Regions from separate parts of the Mus musculus genome. Here region 1 is linked to region 2. Evidence: chromatin contacts called from public promoter capture Hi-C data. All regions are on one chromosome and are shown on one strand. The core of a region is the stretch at or near the end of the contact, and the rest is flanking DNA. Distances in the headings are between cores, read along the strand shown. Region 1 overlaps Hspg2 (perlecan (heparan sulfate proteoglycan 2)). Region 2 has its middle 8.5 kb from the start of Cdc42.

The links. Capture Hi-C pulls out chosen DNA fragments and counts their contacts.
Region 1: a contact with region 2 is called in a promoter capture Hi-C map of adipose tissue. The contact joins two enhancer-like sites. A contact is called at or near these places in 1 of 484 Hi-C or Micro-C datasets (nephron progenitors), 1 of 115 datasets of contacts at active chromatin or transcription factors (pancreatic cancer cells) and 2 of 9 other capture datasets (adipose tissue and liver).

What each region holds. Positions count from the first base shown.
Region 1 is chr4:137,523,762-137,528,892 of GRCm38.p6, reverse strand. Hspg2 (perlecan (heparan sulfate proteoglycan 2)) reads right to left here. Exons shown (of 97, transcript NM_008305.3): 34 at 1-88. Among named protein-coding and RNA genes, the nearest start is that of Mir7018, 12 kb to the left of the region's middle. Within about 2 kb of position 1,387, at least 14 of the 459 cell types and tissues checked have an H3K27ac peak or open chromatin away from gene starts, as enhancers often do. A contact at or near this core is called in adipose tissue, where this site is marked.
Region 2 is chr4:137,363,699-137,368,817 of GRCm38.p6, reverse strand. No RefSeq gene overlaps it. Among named protein-coding and RNA genes, the nearest start is that of Cdc42, 8.5 kb to the right of the region's middle. Within about 2 kb of position 3,322, at least 58 of the 459 cell types and tissues checked have an H3K27ac peak or open chromatin away from gene starts, as enhancers often do. A contact at or near this core is called in adipose tissue, where this site is marked.

The sequences.
Region 1 (5,131 bases), core at 138-2,637, 160 kb before region 2:
TCTGGATATCAGGGTCCAAGAGTGGGCTGCCCTGTGGCCCGGCTGTGTAGGAGAGGGTGTACCGCAGCTTCCCGCCATAGGCTGCCACCTGTGGAGGGACAAGATCTCACAGGTAAGGGGCAGAGCCTCTTGCTCCTGTGTGTCACACCCTAACCTCAGAAGGCCAGAGCTCGCACCACAGAGAGGCTGAAAGGCCCTCTCAGTTCCTCTCCAGCCTTCCTCATGAGAGGACATCTTTCCCTCCCGTTCTCCATTGCCTGACAGTCAGTCAGCAAACTCTGAGTCCCTTTTTATGTGTAGGCATTTCCCATAAAATGACAAGAGTAATAGCAGTGAGACGCTGCCAAGATCAGAAATTTTAGCTCAGGGCTTGGGGTCTGCATGGGTTCGGAGGCCTCGTCTCCTAGGTTTCTGGCTTTGGATCTGTCTAGAATTTACTTCCTTCTTTCTGTGAACTACATCCTTGTTCTCTCTCTCTCTCTCTTTCTCTTAAATTATTTACTTTATTTTAGGTGTGTATGTGTAGTACAATAATCCATGAGTGTATGGAAGCCTGTGGAGGTCAAAAGAAGCCTTAGATCCCTGGCACTGGAGTTACAGGGGGTTGAGTTGCCATGTGGTTGCTGGGAATTGAACCTGGGTCCTCTGAAAGAGCAGTCAATGCTCTTAACCTCTGAGCCACCTCTCCAGTCCCCTCCTTGTTCTCTTTATATAACAACCTTCTGGTACGCACGGGTCCCTCCCATCTGCTGTGGAGAGCAAGCCAGCCAAGCCTGCCCAATTAACACGGTTCTAGATCAGGAAGGGAGATGGGTGGGGTCCGTCCCAGTGTGACCAGACGCAAGGTGGCCATGTATTCCTCTTCCCAGCTGGGGAAAGGACAGTGCACCTGGCACACCTCTTTCATTCGGGACAGGGAAACTCCTATCTCCCATGGGACCAGAAGCAACACAATGAGAAAAAACCCCCTATGAGTGTCTGTATCCAGCTGTCATCCTTGGACCCTGTGGTTTCATGAGCCATTCTATTGTTTGATTGTTATTGTTTATTTGTTTGTTCTTTATTGTGGACAAACCACCTGGACTTGTGTCTCTGTAGGCATGGTTAGAAGGTTTAGTTTTGTAAAGGGCTCATTCACCCTGGCAGCTGAGGTCCCAGCTCTGACCCCTGGACTTTCTTCCCTCTCCTTCATCACCAGGGCAGACAGCTGGCTGAAAACTACCCAGCACAGAGTGTCTGTCTGGTTCAAGTGCGTTCATTCAGTGGGTGAATATTGATCAAACACCAGTTGGCTACACGCCAGGCCCTGGGTGACATAGGCCCCAGGGCTATTCTCTTAACAACCCAGGGTGTGGTAAGAAACTTATTAGAACAACCAGATTACAACGGAAACAACTGGATTCCTGTTTGTTTTGGATGCCAGTGAGTTCACAGTGTCATCTGGGAGCAGCTTTCTAGGAAGTGGAAGGCGTGTGCCACACAAGGATGTTAGTCAAGGTCTAGAGATGCCAGCTCTGCTGTCTGGACAACTGTGGACACGCTTACTTTGAGCCCTACTTCCCTCACCTGCAGATAGGAGAAAAAATACTTTAAAGGGCACCTCGAGGATTACATAGCTCAGGCCACATACAGGGACACACTCATCTTAGTGCAGAGAACACACTTGAAGGCCAATGGCTCTCCCCTTCTTATGGTACCCACCCAGATTCTGGTAGACTCTTACCTCACTTCCTCTGGACCTGCTTGGCCTAGACTGGCTGCTGATTGCAGTCTTACACGTGTTAATCAAATCCTGCCTCCCTCCTCCAACTGCTGGCGACCAGACCTGGGCCTTAAGCATTCTACCACTTACCACTAAGTCAATGCCCTGATCCCAAGGTATACACAATATGAAGAGGCTCTCTCTGTCACATGGGGACAAGGAGGCAAGGTAGGAGCCATATCAACTTGAATGTTAATGTCAGGGTAACAGTAACAACACCCAGGATGGTGGCGGTGGCTCTGTTGGTAAAGTGTTTATGTGCAAGTGTGGGGACCTGGGTTTGCTTCTCAGAGAACTGCCCCCCCCAAAAAGTCCTGGGCATTCTAATACTGGTGAGACAAAAAGAGTGACCCCAGGGACACCGTGAGTGGCCAGCCTACTCCGGTAAGCTCCAGTCCAGTGAGAGACTGTGTCTCAAAAAAACAAAGAATAACAGCGGGAGTTGTCCTCCAGCTTCCAGAGGCTCATGTGCATATGCAAGTGTACACACACACACACACACACACACACACACACACACACACACACACACGAGAGAAAGACAGCGACATTCAGAGTGCAGGACTGGTAAAAACAGTGAAGAGTTCTGGAAGGCCAGCCCAGTAATTGCCTCTGTACTGATAATACAGCACCCAGCAAGTGCCTAATAAATGCACCCCCTGACACCCCCCCCACACACACACACATGGCCCTTCCACTTCCAGGTTACCTTGTTCCCTAGGAAGGCTCGGGGCAGCTGCCAGTAATAGAGGCTTCCAGGCAGCAGAGAGAAGCCCTCGTAGGAAAGTGAGAACTAGATCAGAAGAATAGAAGGGAAGAATGGGGTACAGGCGCCCCAGCAGGGACCCAGAACCCACCCAACCCCACAGCACACGCCCACCATGCTCTCTGGGTGACCTGCTTCCTGCTATGGGCCCAGGTCCTCTAGATGTTCTTTCTAAGCATGGTCTTGTTTTGCCTTGAATACGGTGTGTCCTTCCGGAGGACCCCAGGATCAGTGGGGCACATGGTAAACACCTAAAACTCCAGTGGCTCTTCTTATGTATGTATGTATGTATGTATGTATGTATGTATGTATGTATGTATTTACATATATGTAAAAATGTAGCTGGAGCTGAATGTGAAGGTGCACACCTTTAAATCCCAGCATTTGGGAGGCAATATGCAGGTGGGTCTCTGTGAGTTTGAGGCCAGCCTGGTCTATCCTGGTAAGTTCCAGGACAGCCTTGGCTACATAATAAGATCCTATCTTGAAAGAAAGAAAGAAAGAAAGAAAGAAAGAAAGAAAGAAAGAAAGAAAGAAAGAAAGAAAGAAAGAAAGAAAGAAAGAAAGAAAGAAGGAAAGAAAAAAGTAGCCAGAAAACACAACAATGTAGCCACAGGATTGTGGATGTAACTCATAGCTTTTACTCAACTTGCATGAAGCCCTGGCTTCCATCCAAAAGATGGGATAGAGGGCATAGTAGCACACATTTATTATCCCATGACTTTGGAGATAAGGCAGGTTGATCAGGAGTTCAAGGTCACCCTTGGCTATAAAGTAGTCAGCCTGGGCTACAGCGAACTGTCTCAAAAAAAAAAAAGTGGTTGGGTATGATAGTGTGTATCTTTAATCTCCATATTTTGGAGGCAAAGACAGGAGGATGAACACAAGTTCAAGGCCAACCTGGTCTCTGTAGAGAGATCCTGTCTAAAGAAGAAAGAATAAAAGAAAAAGAAAGAAAGCCAAGTGTCAGGCAGACATGGTTAGTATCCCAGCACTTGAGAGGCTAAGACAGGATTCTGAACTTGAGGTCAGCCTGGGCTGAAGTGAGACTGTCTCAAACCATAAGGATAACTATAATTGACTCCCTATCTGGTGTGATTAAAGTGGCGCCTGAAGTCAATGATAGTCCAGGGAGTCTCATGGAATAGCAAACTGCTTTGGAAATGGCTAGAGTCTAGGAAGCATGGTGGGCGGGCCCCTCAGTGAGTGACGGGGTACATACCTGAGAGTCTGCTGGGGAAGACAGAGAAGTGGAGGAGGAGGAGGAAGAGGAGGAGGGAGAGGAAGAGGAGGAGGGGGGACCTGCTCGTAGAGCGGCAGCTAGCTGGGGGCTGGGGTGCAGCCCACGAGGAGGGGGTTGGGGATGGGCAGCAAAGCTGGCAAGAAGCTGCCAGATCTCAGCATCCATCCGCCTCTGAGCCTCATTCACCTGGGGACGAGGAGAGGAAGAAGTAGAGGACAGGAAGACATGGACAGAAAGACACCCATGAGGCTTGAGGCTCTGCCTTGCCCCAGGCTGAGCCCTCCCCATCCCATTCCCCAGTTCTGGGCCACCCATATGCCTGTGTGGATGTCCCCTATCCTCTCCTTGTGCCCTCTGCCTTCTCACTCCTAGAAGGCAGGCAGAGCATTTTGGGATGAGTATGGGCTGGGTCTGCTGGGGAGGAACCATGCCCAGGGTGCCCAGCAAGGGGAGGATAGAAAGTTCTGTGGCAGCCATGGGTGGGGTGGGGGAGTGGGGTGGACAGCTGCCCACAGCCCTACATAAGCCATTCTGGCGTGTCTGTAGAACACTGGAGTATGCTGGCCTAGACAGGCTTGGGGGAAGGTGAACCAGGAAAGCCTGGGTTTTGGTTCAAGGTCTGGCCCCTAGGTCCCCAGACAGAGCCTGCGCTTGCCTTAGGTTACCTGTGATGCCCGTTGTGCCCGGCCCCTGCCCTCTGGGTCCCCAAGGATCCTCCCCGTTGTCACAGCTGCCCGCCACTGTTCCTCTGAGAGGGATGTGCGGTTCTGATGGGGTGGAAGTCACAAGCCGTCTCAGCCCTCACAGGGCTCAGAGTTATAGACAGCGTCTTCTCCATACATGGTACCAGCAAGGAAGGCCACAGTGACTAATGAGGGAGGCATACCCCATCTTGGGGCTGATACATAGGGTTACTCCAGGCTACTGGAAGGGCACATGCATAGGTTAATGGTGATTGCTGGCAAATATACAGAAAACTGGGGAGCCAGCCACAGTCACATAGATTAACATCAAGCTAGTTTTCCTGTCCGCAGACCTCCAACTGTTGGCACCAGAAACACACCACGTGGCTGGTGGGCCATAGCACAGCACACACCCCTCCTGCTCTCCTTGGTAGTACAGGCTCAAGCAGGGCACCCATGGGTGCAGGGCATCTCCCATGCAGGCTGAGGGTAACCATGACACATCCTGTATCGCATCCCCATTTCACACCACTCAACAAATGGCATACCTGGTGAGCCCGGCGTAGCCGTGCAAACTGAGCCTCCCTCTGTGTGTGGGACAGCGGGAAGCACCAGGGGAGGAGACAGAGAGAGGTCTGAGAGAGGCCAGAAGAGAAGGAGCCAAGGAGAAGAACGCA
Region 2 (5,119 bases), core at 2,073-4,572:
CAGGTTATAGGTGATTGTGAACTGCCATATGGGTTCTGGGAACCAAACCCCTGAGTGAGTCTTTTGCAAGAGCATCCAGTACTTTTAACTGTTAAGGCATTTCAATAGCTCCCATCCAGCCCCTTGGTCTTTTTTTTTTTTTTTTTCTGTATAGCCCCAGCTGTCCTGGAACTCTCTCTGTAGACTAGGCTGGCTTTGAACTCACAGAGATCTGATAGTCTCTGCCTCCTAAGTACTGGGATTAGAGGCATGTGCTACTATCATCTGGCCAGCCCCTCATTCTTTATAACAGACACTAGTGGCTTCTTTTGTGGTTTCTGGCCTGAAGCAACATCTGAAGGACTCCAGTATGCTACTGTGACATCTTAGACTTGATTCTTTCTCAGTCCCTTCTCCTCAGCAAATATGTATCATATGCCTAGGGTCCCCTCCCACATCCTGGTCTAGGTTTGCAGCAGCAGCAGCAGCAGCAGCAGCAGCAGCAGCAGCAGCAGCAGCAGCAGCAGCAGCAGCACACCCTCCTGGCTTATGCTTCTGGCTTCAGGAGGAGCAGTCTCTTCATTTTTGTAACTAGCCCAGGGCCAGTACAAGGTGGGAAGCTCGTGGTTGCTCTCTGATCTTAGGCGGTCACAAAGAACTTCGGCTTAGAGGCGACCATCAAATGTTATTCTAGGGTGGGAACAAGAAGTAAAAGAAATTGCTGCTTCCTGTGATGGGGACAGGGCTAGAAATAAAACCAAGAAGAAGAGGAGAAGGAGGAGGAGGAGGAGGGATGGGGGAGGGTTTACCAGCGGCTACTTCCTTTTCAGCTTTTGGCTTCTCTGTATGAAAGCTGGAGGGCTCTTGGGTACTTAGCAACAACTGTGACTGCCCAGCACAGAAACTGGGTGTGTCTCCTAGGCAGGAAGCCACTAACTCAGCTCAAGCAGCCACTTCCTCTGGCCCCTAGTCAGCTGAAATTTAGCGGGTTTTTGTTTGTTTGTTTGTTTTTGTTGTTTTCTTTCAAACAAGGTCTCATAGCACTAGTCCAGGATGCTCTGGAACTCACTAGGACATCTGAGCTGGCCTCCAACTGATGACAATCCTCCTGCCTCAGGCTCTGGAGTGTTGTGATTGCAGGCATGAGTCACTACACCCAGCTGCTTGACATCTTGGGGCCCCATGATCACTTCTAGGGCTTAATAGGGTATATGAGCTCACACACACCGCACCTCGTCTTTGAGCTATTCTGTCTGTCTGATTTCTGTGTCTTCTCAGGTAGGAGCAGCCTAGAATAGCACCTGAGGTGCAGACGATCTCAGTCAGCATCCTTTGTCTGAGCCTGCAGCTCAGGGAGGACCAAGTCATTCTTTCTCAGCTGCCTCTTGCATCCTGTTCTTCTGAACAGCTCTTAAGCCAAGGCAATCTACAGTCTCACCCCTCCCCTGTCTGCCTCTGTCTGCCTCTGTCTGCCTCTGTCTCTCTTTCTGTCTCTCCTCTGTCTCTCTGTCTCTCTGGCATTTTGCCATTGATATCATCATCATTATTATTATAGTCTGCCTGGCCTGAAACTTTCTATGTAAACCGAGCTGGCCACGAACTCACAGAAATCCACTTGCCTCTGCCTTCTGAGTGCTATGGTCAAAGGTCTGTGCCACCATGATTTGTACCCCACCCCCCCCACCCCCCGGTTAAAGAATTTTTTATTGTTTTTGTATGAATGCAGGGGTGTATGCGCACCATGTACATGCCTGGTGTCTGTGGAAGACAGAAGAGGGCTTCTGATCCCTTGGAACACGAATTGAGGATGACTGTGAGTTACCATGTGGGTGGAGGGAATTGAACCTGGATCCCATTTACAAAGAACAAGTGCTCTTAACCACTGAGCCATCTCTGGGTCCTCCTTTCAACACCATCAACTTAATTAATTAATTAATTGTTTGTTTGTTTGTTTGTTTGTTTGTTAAGACAGGGTCTCTCTACATAGCCCTGGCTGTCCTGAAACTCACTATGTAGACCAGGCTGGCCTCGAACTCACAGAGATCTGCCTGTCTCTGCCTCCTAAGTGTTAGGTGAGTTTTGTCTTGTTTTTTTTTTTTTTTAATCTCTCATTTGTATATTTCACACACTGAATTTTAGTCTTCCCTTTCCCCCATCTCTCTTGGCTTTCTCTTTCCCGGGGCCGACAAACCTCTTTATTAAGATTTCCTGCTGGATCTGCAATCCCTGCACTCAGGGGGCAGAGGCAGGAGGATCACCCTTGCTTACGTAGGGAGTTGAGGCCAGTCTGGGCTATTTAAAACCTTTTCTCAAAAAAAAGTGCTCAAATCTTTACTGAATGACTTAGTATTTTTTGCAAATAGCTAATATCCCACAGTTCCTGTGTGGCAGTCAAAGGCCAACAGGTAGGAGTTTGCTCTCTCTGCCCACCATGTGAGTCCTGAGGCTAGAGCTCAGGTTGTCATGCTTAGCAGCAACTGCTTCTAGCTCTGGGCCACCTCACTGGCCCTCCCCCCTCCTCTCCCTGTTGTGTCTCCTCTTCTGTTTTGTTCTGTTGTCTTTCTCTCCCTCAGTTCTCACAGGAACTTGTCTGCCCTTCACTCCCATTCATCCCCACACGGATGCACATTTGTAACAACCAGAGGCGAGGATCTACGTTCAGGAGGGGGCGTCTTTCTGAGCCTGACTTATCTCCATATAATGTTCCCCATGTTTTCTTTTATGCCTGAATAGTATTCTGTTGGATACATGTGCCACATTTTCATTTCCATTCACTGGTCGGTGGCCATCAGCTGATTCCATGACATTGCCACTCGAAAAGAGCATCACGAAGCATGGCCCAGTGTGCAGTAGTATCACGAAGCATGGCCCAGTGCGAGTGAGTGCACTGTTTTGAGGCACTGCCTCGCTGGAAGCCCTTGGACAGCCTTTTTAGCCAGAGGAGACGGAGCAGAAGAAAAATCAAGAAGTGAGATCATTGGAGATTGTGACAAACCCCTAGAGGGAAGTGAAGCATTGTGGTGAGGCAGAGCTGGGGCGCCACTTACACCCCATCAGGAAGGACAGATGTCCTGCCAGGCAGTGGTGGCGCACACCTTTAATCCCAGCACTTGGGAGGCAGAGGCAGGTGGATTTCTGAGTTCGAGGCCAGCCTGGTCTACAGAGTGAGTTCCAGGACAGCCAGGACTACACAGAGAAACCCTGTCTGGTGAAAAAAAAAAAAAAAAAAGGAATGAATGTCCTTAAAGAGGCAAGGTTCTTGCCAAGACCGATAGGGGGGTTCTTGCTCATCCGATAGGGGGATGAGCCAGCTGAGTGACAGAAGAGGCAGGCGCGATAAACATCCGTGCGAGACGAAAACAGCAAAGAACACAGCTTGCTGGAGTTCAGTGAGCAAGCGTGTGGCCCAGATGAGGTATCGATGTGAACAGAGACAATTAACTGCCCACAAGAGCAGTTCTCAGATTGCTTTTCTCTTAGGGCTTCACCCTTTTGTGGGGGGTCTCATTGAATCGTACCTGTCAAAGGCAGAGATGCTTAGCTATTTTCTCCTTCTTCCTCTTCACTTTCCCTTGCCCACCATGTCTTTGTCTTCAGTCACCTAGCTTCGTCTGGAGATGAAGTGGGCAAGCCTGGGCCAGTCAAAGGAAAGTCAGCCAGAGAACAGGTTGAGTGAGTCCTCGTTTCTTTGACTCCAGCAAAGGTCCAGGTCCCTGGACAAGCCCATGCTGTGGGCACAGACTGGGGAGGATAGCAGGAGGGGCGGCACGGTTCATGGATGCCTGGGCCATGGAGCGGGCTGTGGTTGCGGGTGCTGCATAGCCACATGGGCTGGCCAGGCATTCCTGGAGGGCATCTGGAGTCCAGCATCAGGGTGGGGCTCCCAGCAAGGCCTGGGCTGGGTAGTCATGGATAGCCTTGAAATTCTGGTCTTCCGACCTCCACTACCTCCCAAGCACTAAGACAGAGTATCTCCACTCCCAACTTTACATGGTGTTAGGGATCAAACCCAGGGCTTTGTGCATGCCAGGTTAACACTGTACCGAGGGAGCCACATCTCTGCTATGGCTTTGAGACAGGGTTTCTTTATGTAGCCCTGGCTGTCCTGGAACTCACTCTGTAGACCAGGCTGGTCTCAAACTCAGAGATCCACCTGCTTCTAACCCCCAAGAACTGGGATTAAAGATGTGTGCCACCCCCCACCCCCACCCCCACAGCATGATTTTCTTTTTAAGGTCCTGCCTTAGACTGGCTGCAAGCTTGCTGTATGAATATGTAGCCAAGGATGACCTGCAACTCCTGATCCTCCTGTCTCTACCTCCCAAGTGCTAGAAGTTCAGATAGGCAATGGCATCGGACCTGCTTTTTTTTGTTGTTTTTTTTGTTTTGTTTTGTTTTTTCGAGACAAGGTTTCTCTGTGTAGCCTTGGCTGTCCTGGAACTCACTCTATAGAACAGGCTGGCCTCGGATTCAGAAATTTGCCTGCCTCTGCCTCCCAAGTGCTGCGATTAAAGGCGTGAGTCACCACTGCCCAGTTGTAATTTTTGAGATTGTAATTTAATTATAACATTTCTCCCTTCTCTTCCTCTCTCCAAACCTTCCCATGGTCTCCTCCTTGATCTTCTTCAATTTTATGGCTTTTTCTCTTTTTTTCCCCCATTTTTTCATGTTACTACATGCATATATTATTGGGGTACACCTTCCTAAATATAACCTTTTGGGTCCGTATAATGTCATTTGTATATGTGTTTTTTGGGCTGGCCACTTGGCACTGGACAACCATTTGGTGTGCTCTTCCCTAGGGAGGACCAGCTCTGTTTGGTCCTGTTTGACTCAGTCACCTCTACTTCTTTCTGTAGGGCTCTTTCCTCATGGGCTTTCCCCCTTCGGCGTGGCATGGTGGCCATGTTGGTGAGACCTTACAAGCATAGCTTCTGATGTTATCTCACAGCAAAGTCTCCAATTGTCTGGCCCATACACTCTTTCTGCCCCCTCTTCCACAATGTTCCCTGAGTCTTAGGTGTGAGAGTATTTTGTAGGTGTATCCATTGGGACTGCACAGCTCTGAGTTTTGACTGGTTGAAGTTTTCTTTTTTTTTTTAAATAATTTTTTTGTCTTGCTTTTTTTTTTTTTTTTTTT